Regions from separate parts of the Mus musculus genome. Here all the other regions are linked to region 2. The links are chromatin contacts, called in public ChIA-PET and HiChIP or PLAC-seq maps. All regions are on one chromosome and are shown on one strand. Each heading gives the region's core, a stretch centred on a gene start, on an enhancer-like site or on the middle of the called end of the contact. The rest is flanking DNA. Distances are from core to core; before and after follow the strand shown.

Evidence for each region. ChIA-PET counts read pairs in DNA pulled down with a chosen protein or histone mark. HiChIP or PLAC-seq counts read pairs in DNA pulled down with a chosen protein or histone mark.
Region 1: a contact with region 2 is called in an H3K27ac HiChIP or PLAC-seq map of embryonic stem cells, with 39 read pairs. The contact joins the enhancer-like site here to the promoter of Epc2 in region 2. A contact is called at or near these places in 3 of 39 promoter capture datasets (the C10 cell line and embryonic stem cells), 64 of 484 Hi-C or Micro-C datasets (the AML12 cell line, B cells, the C10 cell line and 31 more), 15 of 115 datasets of contacts at active chromatin or transcription factors (the SCID.adh cell line, bone marrow-derived dendritic cells, bone marrow-derived macrophages and 5 more) and 3 of 9 other capture datasets (liver, macrophages and pancreatic islet).
Region 3: a contact with region 2 is called in an RNA polymerase II ChIA-PET map of memory CD8 T cells, with 12 read pairs. The contact joins the enhancer-like site here to the promoter of Epc2 in region 2. A contact is called at or near these places in 1 of 484 Hi-C or Micro-C datasets (cortical neurons), 4 of 115 datasets of contacts at active chromatin or transcription factors (bone marrow-derived macrophages, embryonic stem cells, extraembryonic endoderm stem cells and 1 more) and 1 of 9 other capture datasets (pancreatic islet).

Annotation. Positions count from the first base shown.
Region 1 is chr2:49,362,038-49,365,745 of GRCm38.p6, forward strand. No RefSeq gene overlaps it. Among named protein-coding and RNA genes, the nearest start is that of Gm25215, 35 kb to the right of the region's middle. Within about 2 kb of position 2,339, at least 8 of the 459 cell types and tissues checked have an H3K27ac peak or open chromatin away from gene starts, as enhancers often do. A contact at or near this core is called in embryonic stem cells, where this site is marked.
Region 2 is chr2:49,449,754-49,453,644 of GRCm38.p6, forward strand. Epc2 (enhancer of polycomb homolog 2) reads left to right here and starts at 1,733. Exons shown (of 14, transcript NM_172663.4): 1 at 1,733-2,205. The coding sequence starts at 2,053.
Region 3 is chr2:49,331,929-49,335,810 of GRCm38.p6, forward strand. No RefSeq gene overlaps it. Among named protein-coding and RNA genes, the nearest start is that of Gm25215, 65 kb to the right of the region's middle. Within about 2 kb of position 1,838, at least 7 of the 459 cell types and tissues checked have an H3K27ac peak or open chromatin away from gene starts, as enhancers often do. A contact at or near this core is called in memory CD8 T cells, where this site is marked.

The DNA of each region.
Region 1 (3,708 bases), core at 1,089-3,588, 87 kb before region 2:
TGCAGCCCCAAAAAGGAACAACAATATGAACTAACCAGAACCCCCAGAGCTCCCTGGGACTAAACCACCAATCAAAGAAAACACATGGTGGGACTCATGGCTCTAGCTGCATATGTAGCGGAGGACGGCCTAGTTAGTCATCAATGGGAGGAGAGGCCCTTGGTCCTGTGAAGGTTCTATGCCCCAGTATAGGGGAATGCCAGGGCTAGGAAGTGGGAGGGGGTGGGTTGGGGAGCAGGGGAGGGAAAGGGGATTTTCAGAGGGGAAACTAGAAAAGGGGATAAAATTTGAAATGTAAATAAAGAAAATGTCTAATTAAAAAAAAAAAAGCATGAGCTAAATGTCCTGCCAAACTTTTTAAATTAAAAAAGGGTGGCGGGGGCTGGAGAAATGGCTCAGAGGTTAAGAGCACCAACTGCTCTTCCAGAGGTCCTGAGTTCAATTCCCAGCAACCCTATGGTGGCTCACAACCCTCTGTAGTGTGATCCAATGCCCTCTTCTGGTATGTCTGAAGACAATGGCAGTGTGCTCACATGCATAAATAAAGAAATCCTTTATATGTTTATATGAATGTGGGCAGCTGAGGACACCCTAGCCCTCATTCCAGCTTTTCCTTAGTCTCCATAGCTGTAGTTGTCCAGTGTGCAGAAACACTGCTGTGAGCAGCTCTCCCTGGAAGATGATTCCTGGCTCTGGCTCCTCTAATATCTTGGGGTCTTAACCTCTGACCCATCTTTCCAGCACTTATTTTCTTTTAAATTCAAAAGGATTATATACATATATAATATAAGAAAATCCCTTGGAGCTGAAGTTACAAGTAGTTGTGCACCACCAGAAGTGGGTGGGTGCTGGGAAACAAACTTGGGTCTTCCGCAAGGGCAGTATGTGCTCTGAACTGCTAAACGATCTCTCCAGCTCCAGGAGCACACATTTGAGAGGCCTCATCAGTGGCGACATCTTATGGGTATCAATTAGGTATCTATCAATCAATCAATCAATGTATCTGTCCAGTAGTAATGCGCCAGGCATGGTATTGGGATGAGTGTGGAGCAGTGTGCACAGATCTCTGTCTTCTTGATCCTAAATTTTGGTAGGGAAGAAAATTTTTAAAAGAAAAATGTTTCCAGTTCTAGTGAGTATTGGAGGAGTTTGGGCGGGAGACTGGACACACATAAAAAGAACTCAGCTGGCTAGAAGCAGGAGGTGAAGTCAGAAACTCCTCCTCCAGAACTGGCCTTGAAGAAAAACTCTAAATGCATCAGCAACCCAGAATAGGACTGAGAGATGAAAAACGTAAAGGCAGGGTCTGAGCTGGAATGGGGGGAAAGGTGCCTTCAGGGCAAGACCCCACTCAGCTAAACTTGTGAAAGGAAACAGCCTAAGGAATGTTTTTCTCTTAGAGAGGAACAACTAATAAAATCCACTTCAAATGCGATTCTGTAAAGGTCCACGGTTCAAAAGAATGACACCCTGGACTCCAATAGTATGTGAATGCACCCCAGACTCCAATAGTATGTGAATGCAAAGTGTTTCTTTCTGCAGAAGTCCGGCGTGCTGGGGGTCTCCCATTACCAAGACAGAGAGACAACGATGTGAGCTCTAAGCCTGATTTAAAGAACTCTGGAATTCCGGCGTAGAAGAGCTTTATCTTTATCTCTAGTCGTTCTGGAACCATTACCGGGGCGTGGGGGCTGGAAGCTTGCTGAGGAATCCCCGGGGTAGGTGGGCTTTTTCTTCCTCTATCTCTAGGCATTCCGGAACTATTATGGGACATGGAGGCTGGAGCCTGGGGTTTTTCCTATTAGTAATTGATTTGTCTGGGCTTTCCTGGATTTGCCCAGTTCTTAGGCCCAGTCTTCTTCGCTGCCAATTTGAAGTCTGTCATGGAGTCAGCCTAGCCTTCTTAATTCTAGAGGCCTGGGTTCACCCAAAGTTGGTAGCCTAACTTGCCAGTGTCACCCGCACGCAGTCTTTAGAATTAGGAAGTATACAAGGTCATGAGATCTTCTAAGGTTACAGAGAGCTGTTGCGTCTGGCAGGGGAGTCCCTGCACGGAGGCTCTGAGAGACCAGTGTGGGATGCCGTGAATGTGAAGCCTGATTGCTTTGGAGACCCCAAGATGTCAGAGCAGCCAGAGCCAGGAACCAACTGCCAAGGAGAGCTGCTCACGGGGAGTGCTTCTGCACACAGGAACCAGCCTGAGAGAGAGAAGTGTGTTGCAGGCAGCAAAGGTGGAAGGATAGCTCTTTAAGCCCTCAGACATCAGACTTGGAACTCTGGGAGTCGGAGTTTGTCGTGCTGGGTTGTGGTCCTGATTTGATGCTGCATTCCCTCTCCCCCTCCCCCACCCCTGCCCCGCCGGCCTTTCCTTTCTTTTGGGATGGTAACGTATATTCTGTGCCATTGTATATTGGAAGTGTGTAGGTTTCGTTGTTGGTGGTGGTTTGTTTTTCTTGTTTAAGCAAGGTTTACAGTTAAGAGATCTCCTGAGCTCAGAACCTTGGGCATTTAAATGTACGGAGACTGAGGGACTATGGAGCCTTTTGAAGTTGGATTAAATGTACCTGGCTGTACAGGTATGGAAGCCAGGGAGTGGAATGTGTTGGTTTAAATAAGAATGAGCTGCATTCGGCTCACCGGTTTGAATACTTGGTTCCCAGTTGGTTTAACCGGTTGGGAACAATTAGGAGGTGTGGCCATTTGGGGAGGAAGTATGTCCCTTGGCGGAGGGTTTGAGATTTCAAAAGACCATGCCAGTGAGTATGCTCTCTGCCTCCTGCATGGTCCTGTGAGCTCTCAGCTGCTGCTCAGGCCTCCCCTCACTGACCCTGCAGTCAGCATGGACTCTAATCCCCTGGAATGCAACCAAACTCTTTTACAAGCTGCCTTAGCCATAGTGTTATAGCACGGTCATAGAAAAGTGACCAAGCTTCCAGTTCTGACTTAAAATTCACCTCCGTGTTGATAAGGATGTTTCCATGGATGAAAGCTCTCAGGGTGAACATCTGTATCCATGATGTCTGAGGTGGTTTGTTAACCCTCACCACCATGTCAACCCCTCCCAGGTTCTTTTTCTGAAACCAATATATACTATACACATGCGCAAACCCTGTCATTAATGGAGCCACCGCTATTGAGAGGTAGGGCCAAAACATAGGAAAGCTCTAAGGCAGAAATACCATGGAATGGCTGGACAGGGTAATCTACTAGAGTTTAAAGAAAGAGATTATGGTGAGGCAAAGAAGACACTGGGCGGATCTCAAGTGAGCTCCCAGTAGCTCTTGAGAGAAGAGAGGGGATGTGAAAAAGCTATCAGCAAAGACTTAGGCATCAGACAGAAACAGCAGGCAGGAAGACTCTGTGAAGGAGAGTGCACTAAGCGGTTAATAATCCCAGGACAGACAATGCCAAGGTGGGAGGATGGTCCTTGAACCCTCTCCCCTGGGAACAAGTGTGTCCTTATCACAACCCAAAAACAAAGGGTCTGGGTCTGAGTTATAGAGGCAAACACCAGGCATTTTCTACTTAGAAAATAACATCTTGAGGTTCAGCAATGGGCACTTCAGATGAAAGATAGTGGCAGAGGTAATAGAACATCTGATACTTTATCAAAAACTAACAGAAATACGAGCCTCCAGAGAAGCTGACATCTTCTACAATGGCTCAGGCTCATTTGCCCCTCTCCTTACATCTGCAGAACGGTGGACT
Region 2 (3,891 bases), core at 483-2,982:
TTAGGCAGAGAGACTGGAAAGAAGCTACCGTCTCTGAGCCTGAGAAGGGGTGAGAATCCAGATAAAAGGCCCCAATGACTCATTTTTTCAAACACTGTTCCCCCTGATTTTCAGACTAGTACTCAATAATGACCCCCCCAGCCCCCCTTCTGAGAACTTCTTGTTCTTCCTTACAAAGGATTGGAACTACGCCAGAGGGTAACACTCACAACAGCACAGGCTCACAACCATGTGAAAGGTGTTGCTTACAAGAATTGAGCCACAGTCTGTTTGCATTGTTACCAGTAACAAGTGGACATAAAACAAAGCCACTGAATAACATCCCAAAGTGTCCCCGGACAGACTGGTTAGATTATTTTGTGTTACCAGGAAGTCAATATTCACCATTCAGCTTTCAAAGGAAAAGCTGGAGACAAGGGGGAGGGGGGGAGAGGGAGGGAAAAAAAAGCAGGGAGAGAAGAAAATAGAGAAAAATAATGGGTGGCAATGAAGAGAGATAGATGGTTTTGCTATATTAAGACATGACAAAGAAACCCGTTTTTATTGTTGGACTTTAGCAAACCATCTACCCTTTTATGAGCTAGGTAGGGTATTTTTCAATGATTAGAAAATGGTAAAACTGTTGCACAGTGAGGCAATTTGCTTAGAAACATGTACTGCTTAAAGACTAAGAAACTGCAACAAAGGTTTGTATCAATAGTGACTAGTATTTAATTGAGTCAATTTGATTCCTTTTTGCAGAGCTTTTGCAAACCACTTCTGGCCAAAACTATGTCTAATTTCTTTGACCTGTCACAGCAACTGACTATAGATGTCATGTGGTAATTAACTTTCCATCACTCTTTTGTGTGGTCTGTATCATTTTCTTCAAGAATTTACTTTTTTTTTTTTTTTTTTTTTGGCCCATCATCTTTGCAGCTGCCCTTTCAAGTAGTTACGACTCTTGTTACTAATTATCCAGCAGTTTAGTTGTAACACAGTAACACGCAAACTAATTGGAGTCCGGAACTTTATTAAACTCTTTTTGAGTCGTCACTGTAACCAGTGTTTTCACATACTTTGGTTAGAGATTTCAAGAAATGCCAACCATCAAACTAAGAAAGTTTGGATGACAGGTGCAAGTCCGCTTGTTGCCGCGTCCAGCAACTATTTCAAGTAGCAGTCTCCAACTACTGACCCTCCTGTCTACCCGAGCATCCTCTCGGCGGTGCCTAACTCTGGAGAGCTCCTCTGGACAGGGACTGCCCAAGTTCTCAGGGCGCGAGACGCAGCAGGGCTGTGCCTCTCGGCGTGGGCAGACGCAGCGGACTTGTCGGACCTCCCCGGGGATGCGCAAACCCGAGGCGCGAAACCAGCCAGCAGGCGCCGGGGCGAGCAGAGCTGTCCAAGTGCAGACTCGAGGGGCGGCCGGTGGCCCGGGGGCGGAGGCCTCCTGTCCCCCCGAGGCGAGCGGTCCTAGGCACTGAGCCTTCCCGAGGGAGCCCCGCGCGGAGCGAGTCGGCGGCGGAGGCACCGAGGCGCCCGCTCCGGAGCCGGGGACCGAGCGCACCTGGCACCTGCCGCCCCGCCTGCGTGCCGAGCGTCCCGCCGAGGAGGGCCACCGGGACTCGGCTCGCTCTCGCCGGCTGGGCTGGCCGCGCCTCGCCGCGGAGAGAGTGGGTGGGCAGGCAGGGGAGGGAAAGGAAGGAGGGAGGGAGGGAGGGAGGGAGAGGGCGACGCGCGTCCCCGAGGCGGGGGCGCGCTCTCGCGCGGGCTGCCGGGATCGCTCGCCGCCGCTGTGGTAATGTCCGCCATGTTGGCCATGGCGCAGGGAGCGGATCGGGCGGGCGAGCGGCGGATCTAGAGTGTGGAAGCGGCCGCGGGCGGCGGGGGGCTGTTCTGGGGCGGGGTGGGCGCCCATGCTGGGGCCGGGGGCACTGCGGAGGAGGAGGAGGAGCGGGCCGGCCGCGCTGCACTGAGGAAGGAGGTGGAGGAGGCGGCGGGAGTGCTCCCCCCCCCTCCCCGCCCGCCCCGCCGCCGCCGCCCGGGCTGTTCCTGTAAGGCGGGGAGACAATGAGTAAACTCTCCTTCCGAGCGCGGGCGCTGGACGCCGCCAAACCGCTGCCCATCTACCGCGGCAAGGACATGCCTGATCTCAACGACTGCGTCTCCATCAACCGGGCCGTGCCCCAGATGCCCACCGGGATGGAGAAGGAGGAGGAATCGGTAGGGACTCGAGTGTTTATTACCCCCCCCTTCCCTCCTCCCCCCTCCCCTTTGTCAGCCGGGCCTCGCCATTCACAGAGCGCTTCTACGCTCGCTGGAGGGCGCCGCTGCCGCTGCGCGCTCCGGACCCTACGCCGGCGGAGTAGCGTAAACCCGTCGGCCGGCGCAGCGCCCGCCCGCGGCCGCCATGTTGTTGCGTCCCAGTGTTGTGATTAGCTCTCGGCGCCGCTTACGCTGCCGTAAGGGGGCCCTGCCGTAAGCAGCGGCCGGGAATGGCGCAGGGATGCGCCGGCCCGCACTTGGCGTACAGCCTCTGTTTACCTCGTAGACATCTCGCCGGGAGCGGGGTTAATGGGTCGAGAAAGGGTCCTTGGGCTAAGGCGCTATTTTCGTTGCGTTTTAAAATTTGTGCGTGCACGAAATTGCCTTTGAAACAAACGATCTCGGGAAAGTAGAGCTCTTTCAAAACATGCATCTTCCTGCTAGTGGGGTGATGGGTGATGGTTTGCGCTGCCCGCTAGAGGTGCCGCGGGAGTAGGCGATGCATCCCTGCGGCCGGGCAGCGACCCCCGGTCCGGACTCTGCGTTAGCGAGTCCTCTGATCTGCACGCCGGCTTCGCCTGCCGGGCTGGCCCCTCCTCGGTTGTGCGGAATTAGGACGGAGCCCGAATGCTTGAAACTGGCCTCCAGGCCCGCGCTTCCCGTGCAGCGAGCGTCCGGGGAAGTTGCATGCGGGATGGCTGTTTACAACTTGAGGGCTCAGAGCGTCCGCATTGACAGTTGCGTTTTTGACCAGATGTTAAAATTTGGACAAAATGCTGTTTCCTTCTTCCCGGGGGTTAAGTTATACCCAAGACTGAATTTCCTCCGATTTGACAGTGTTTACGACTCTGGAGTGTTGTTACTTGTGTGCGGAGTTCATAGTAACTGCACCCTGAAGAATTTCTTCAATGAACCTTCAGTCCCGCCTTATTGTCAACCACGGGTGTGTGTGGATTGGCTCCCTAGCTTCTGTTACTGTCAAAAGAAAGCTGGAGGTTTCTGTGATTGGCTTTCTCTTTTGACTATTAATATTGCAGGAAATGCCTTTAAGCATTTGATTGGCTGCTCGAATTCTGACCTCACTGTGTTGGTGCTTTGACTTAATCACATTTCTTTTTGGTGTTTGATTACCTGATTTAACATTTTCAGTAGAATATTAAATAAGACCTCTTTTTAAACCTTCAGGAAATTAAAACTCAGCTTTTATGCCTAAGATTCAGATAGTACCGAATCGTGTTTGAGAAGTTTGCTTATGAGGTTATTGACTTGATTTTGAGCTACCTTCTGGCAGTCTCCGATAGATGATCTAGAAACTGCGTTTGGTAGCGTGGTACTGTCTTTGCTGATCACGTCTTTCTCTTAGCCATTTCCTTCGGACGTGTGTTTTTACGTCGTTTTACTTCCTTATGTTTGCTATCTTTTGCCTAAGGTCTGCCAGTTGAAAAATCAGATGATCATTTAATCAATCTGTCATTTCTTCTTGAATGTTGTATAGTGGTAGTTACTGTTTATACTATCTCCTGTTTAGATCTAAGATACTGTACTAAGAATTTTAAATAAATGTGATATAAATTTTTTAAAATTACTTTTGTGAGTTATAAGTATAGGCCTTTTTTGATACTCAGGATATTTTTGTTTTGTCTT
Region 3 (3,882 bases), core at 588-3,087, 120 kb before region 2:
ATGTTATTTGGACTTGGAGATAGGACCTAGCTCCAAAAATCTTGGATCCATGGAGGTGTTCCTTCCAGTGGGATTTTGGGGACCCTCTTTGTTTCTCTCTATGAACATGAGATGAGTGACTTTGCTCTACCGCCCACTCCCCTGAGAAGTCCTGCCACACCACAGATCCACAAGCACTAGGGCACTTGACCATGGACTGAAACTTCCAAACAGTGAGCCAACATTTCACTGTATAAGGCCATTTGTTATAGCAGCAGAAAACTGACGACCACATAGGATGAAAGAGGGCCTCCACAGTCAGCTTGCAGGGAAGGAGGGAGTTTCACGGAACAAGAAGTTACTGACTGTAGGAAAGATGAAACAGGAGGTCGGTCCCTTTACCCTTCATACTCCCTTCACTTTCCATCGGGGGATCCAGAGGAGACTTTTCACGAGGAGACTTTAAAAGATTTGCTCCTGTGAAGAGATTTACAAGAAAGATATCCTTGTGCTGTTCATTATAAACTCTCCCTAAATTTCTTGAAGTCTAAAGGTGAAATTGGGGTGGGGGAATTACCATGGATTTGCTGTAATTGAATTTCTTGTTCTAGCTGGTTTCGAGGCTGAGTTTTATACCAAGAATGGCTTCGAATCAGTTCTTAATGATAGGGAACTGACTTGTGAGTTCTTAACTCATGCATGGTAACAAGTAGTTCATGCTTTCAACAAAGTGACCAAAGCCTCTTCATCCTTCCCAGTAATTGGTATTAGGACAACTCTACTCCAGGAAGATCATGTCTCTACCAAACATGTGTCCCTCAGTGTATATGCCTCCTACCACAGGCACACACAGGTGAGCTTCACTTAACTAAATCCAGCTTTGGTAGCCTCTTCACCTTCTTTTGCCCACTCTGGAACAGGAATCTAATAGGAAAGTGAGTCTCATTCAATCCATATATATATATATATATATATATATACATATATATATATATATATGTATATATATATATATATATATATGTATATATATATATATATATATATATATATATATATATATATGCATATCAGCCAGGCATGGTGGCTCACAACTTTAATCCCCAGAACTGGAGAAGCTAAGGAAGAAATGTGTACCAGCCTTGGATACAGAGACTCCATCTGCTAAACAAAATTTCTCAAATTAGTCTATGACACAAAGTCCAACCCTTGAAACTAAGCCAACACTAAGGTGAGAACCAGATAGATCATTCTCTCTGTGCTTGACAAAGAGCTTTGTGATCTCTGGCTCTGGTCCCTGAGGGCAGTGGGAGTTACCTGTTTCATTGAAGGCACAGACCTGGGCCAATCTAGATCATCATCTGAGCTTCCTGTTCTTGACCCAGGACACATGCTACCACTTGCTACAGGTGCCTAGTAGAGAGTATCATCTTTCAGAGGGGAAAATAGCCACCAAACACTAAGTGTTGGTTATTTTCTATAACATGCTTTGATTTCCTCTATCAAACTCAGGAAATTCTGGCTTCACATTGTGGCTTTGTAGCTTCCTGTCTCTCCAACTATCGAATTCTAAAGGTAGTTGTGTTTTCCCTTCAGATAACCATCCACAGTACCAAAGAGGACAGACTTCTGACCCCTTCTCATACTGAATTCTAAGTAGGGACATAACCTCAATTGGATCCCTCACTGTGTGGAAATACACATCCTACGATTCTGCCTTTGTCGGTAATCACTTAAACAGTCCTTTCTGGTCACTTTGAAGATGTTGTTTCTGTCTCGTAGAAGCTTACAGTCTAAGATACCTACGAATCCGCTGAAGTCCAGAAGTCGGAAATCTGAGGCATATAGCAGGGGAACCTCAGGCTGGTTAGCAGTCAGCACAGGAAACAGCAGAACCATTACACAGGATGTCTCACTGGGTCAAGGAGCTCAAGTAAAGGACTGAGGTCTCTGTGGACAATTTCCAGAAGATAAATAGGAGTGCATGGAAATAGTTCCCGGAGAGTGGCTAGAGGGGCAGTCAGGTGCTAAGAGGGCTGTAAGAGGAAGAGAGAAAGAAAGGCCATTTTAAAAGGTCATTTGTTCTAAGATGTTTGGGAAAGGCAGAGATATGAAGTGGTAGCGCGTAGTGATGACGTAAGCACAGGTGCACACGGTGCCTCTTTGTGCTCCTTTCTGGCTTTCACCCTTCCTTGTCCAACGACTGAGTACACGAGAAAATGGTTCTTTCCCAGATTTGGATGACTGAGCCAAGGCGGGGCCTGATTAGAGAAAGACCTAACCAGGTTCCCTTGACCAATCAGAAAGACCTAACCAGGTTCCCTTGACCAATCAGAAAAGCCTAACTAGGTTTCCTTGACCAATCAGAAAGACCTAACCAGGTTCCCTTGACCAATCAGAAAGACCTAACTAGGTTTCCTTGACCAATGAGACAAAATGATGAGTAGGGAGCATTTAAGTTCCTTTAGGAACTGTTTGCCAAATGCCACCAAAAAAGATTCATTATGGGTCTTTGTATTTAAAAAAAAAAAAAAATCAAGTTGGTGAGAATGAAGTGGCTATCACTGGGTGATGTCCATGCCTAGGCTACAAGGACTATGGAAGCAGCTGGAAGAGAGAGAACATTTAGACAGCTGGAATCTAGACCTAGCAAACAGGTGCCTGTAATCTCAGTATTAGAAAGGCTGTCAGGATTAGGAAGATGGCGATTTCCAGGCCAGCTCAAATATGTCTAGGAGGGAACCCTGTTGCAGAAGAGAAATAGATGCAATGACAGAAGCCAGGGACCCTGAATAAGAGGTGACAGTAGCCCTCAGTATCTTTCAAAGGCTGGACTCTACATTTAAAAATGATTCTTTTATTTCTCATGATAATTCTTTGAGATGAGAACTATGGGGCCTCCTTAGAGATTGCATCAGTGAGGAAACCAAAATCAAGTTAGTTCAATGTGAAAAGCTGGTTCTTCAGTCTTCAGCCACTAGATAATTCTAACAAGAGAGAGGTGACCCCTGAAGCCACCTGGCATAGGAACACAGAAGGAGCTGTGTGACAGGTGGAACTTCACCCAGAGAATCCTCTCCTGAGGACGTTAAGGGGAGACTGCAGAGTGTTTGTCCCCTCCAAAAATCTATTTCCAGTAGGAAATAGGACCTTTTGAGAGGGTGATTAAGGTCCATCGAAATCTAATAGGACTGCTGTCCTTGTAGAAAAAGGAGAGAAACTAGGAAATGCGTACATCAGTGGTAAGACACTGTAAGAGCCATGTGCAAGCCAAGGAGAGCCCACTGATCCTTGCTCTTGTACGTCCAGCATCTAGAACTGAAAAATATTTGTCTATTGCTTAAGCCACACAGTCTGGGACATCTTGCCATCTTGCAGGCAGCCTATCTGACTAACAAGGAGACAGGCACCTGGCAGGCTAAAGGAGGTTGGTACCAAAATCAAAACGGACCCAGGTCCTCAAGATTTTATCCCTTCTCTCTCCTGGGTTTGGGGGGCTGTTCAGTGTCAGAGGGGTATCTGTCAGAGGCAGGTTCTACCAAGGCCGCATAAAACCCTGAATGCACAGATGAGAAGCAGCGGAAATCAGGATCTCCTTGTTTCATGTCTGCGTGCAGCAGCTTCCGGTTCTGTGTTTCTAGCGGCCCTGTTTGAAGCGGTGTGACCGCTCCGGCTGCTTAATCTTTCATCCTGGCTTGTTGGCAGTTCCAAAGTCACCTATCAAAATTCAGCTCAAAGAAAACTCTCTGTATCTGGTTGCATTCCAGTTCAGAACTTTCATTTAAAAGTATGATCCCATTCGACCAACATGCAAATCAAAACAAGAAAGATGAGAGCTGCCTTATCTCAAAAATGAGCCAGTTACCCGAGATGTATGTGGGTCTTTTTTCTTTTCTTTTATAA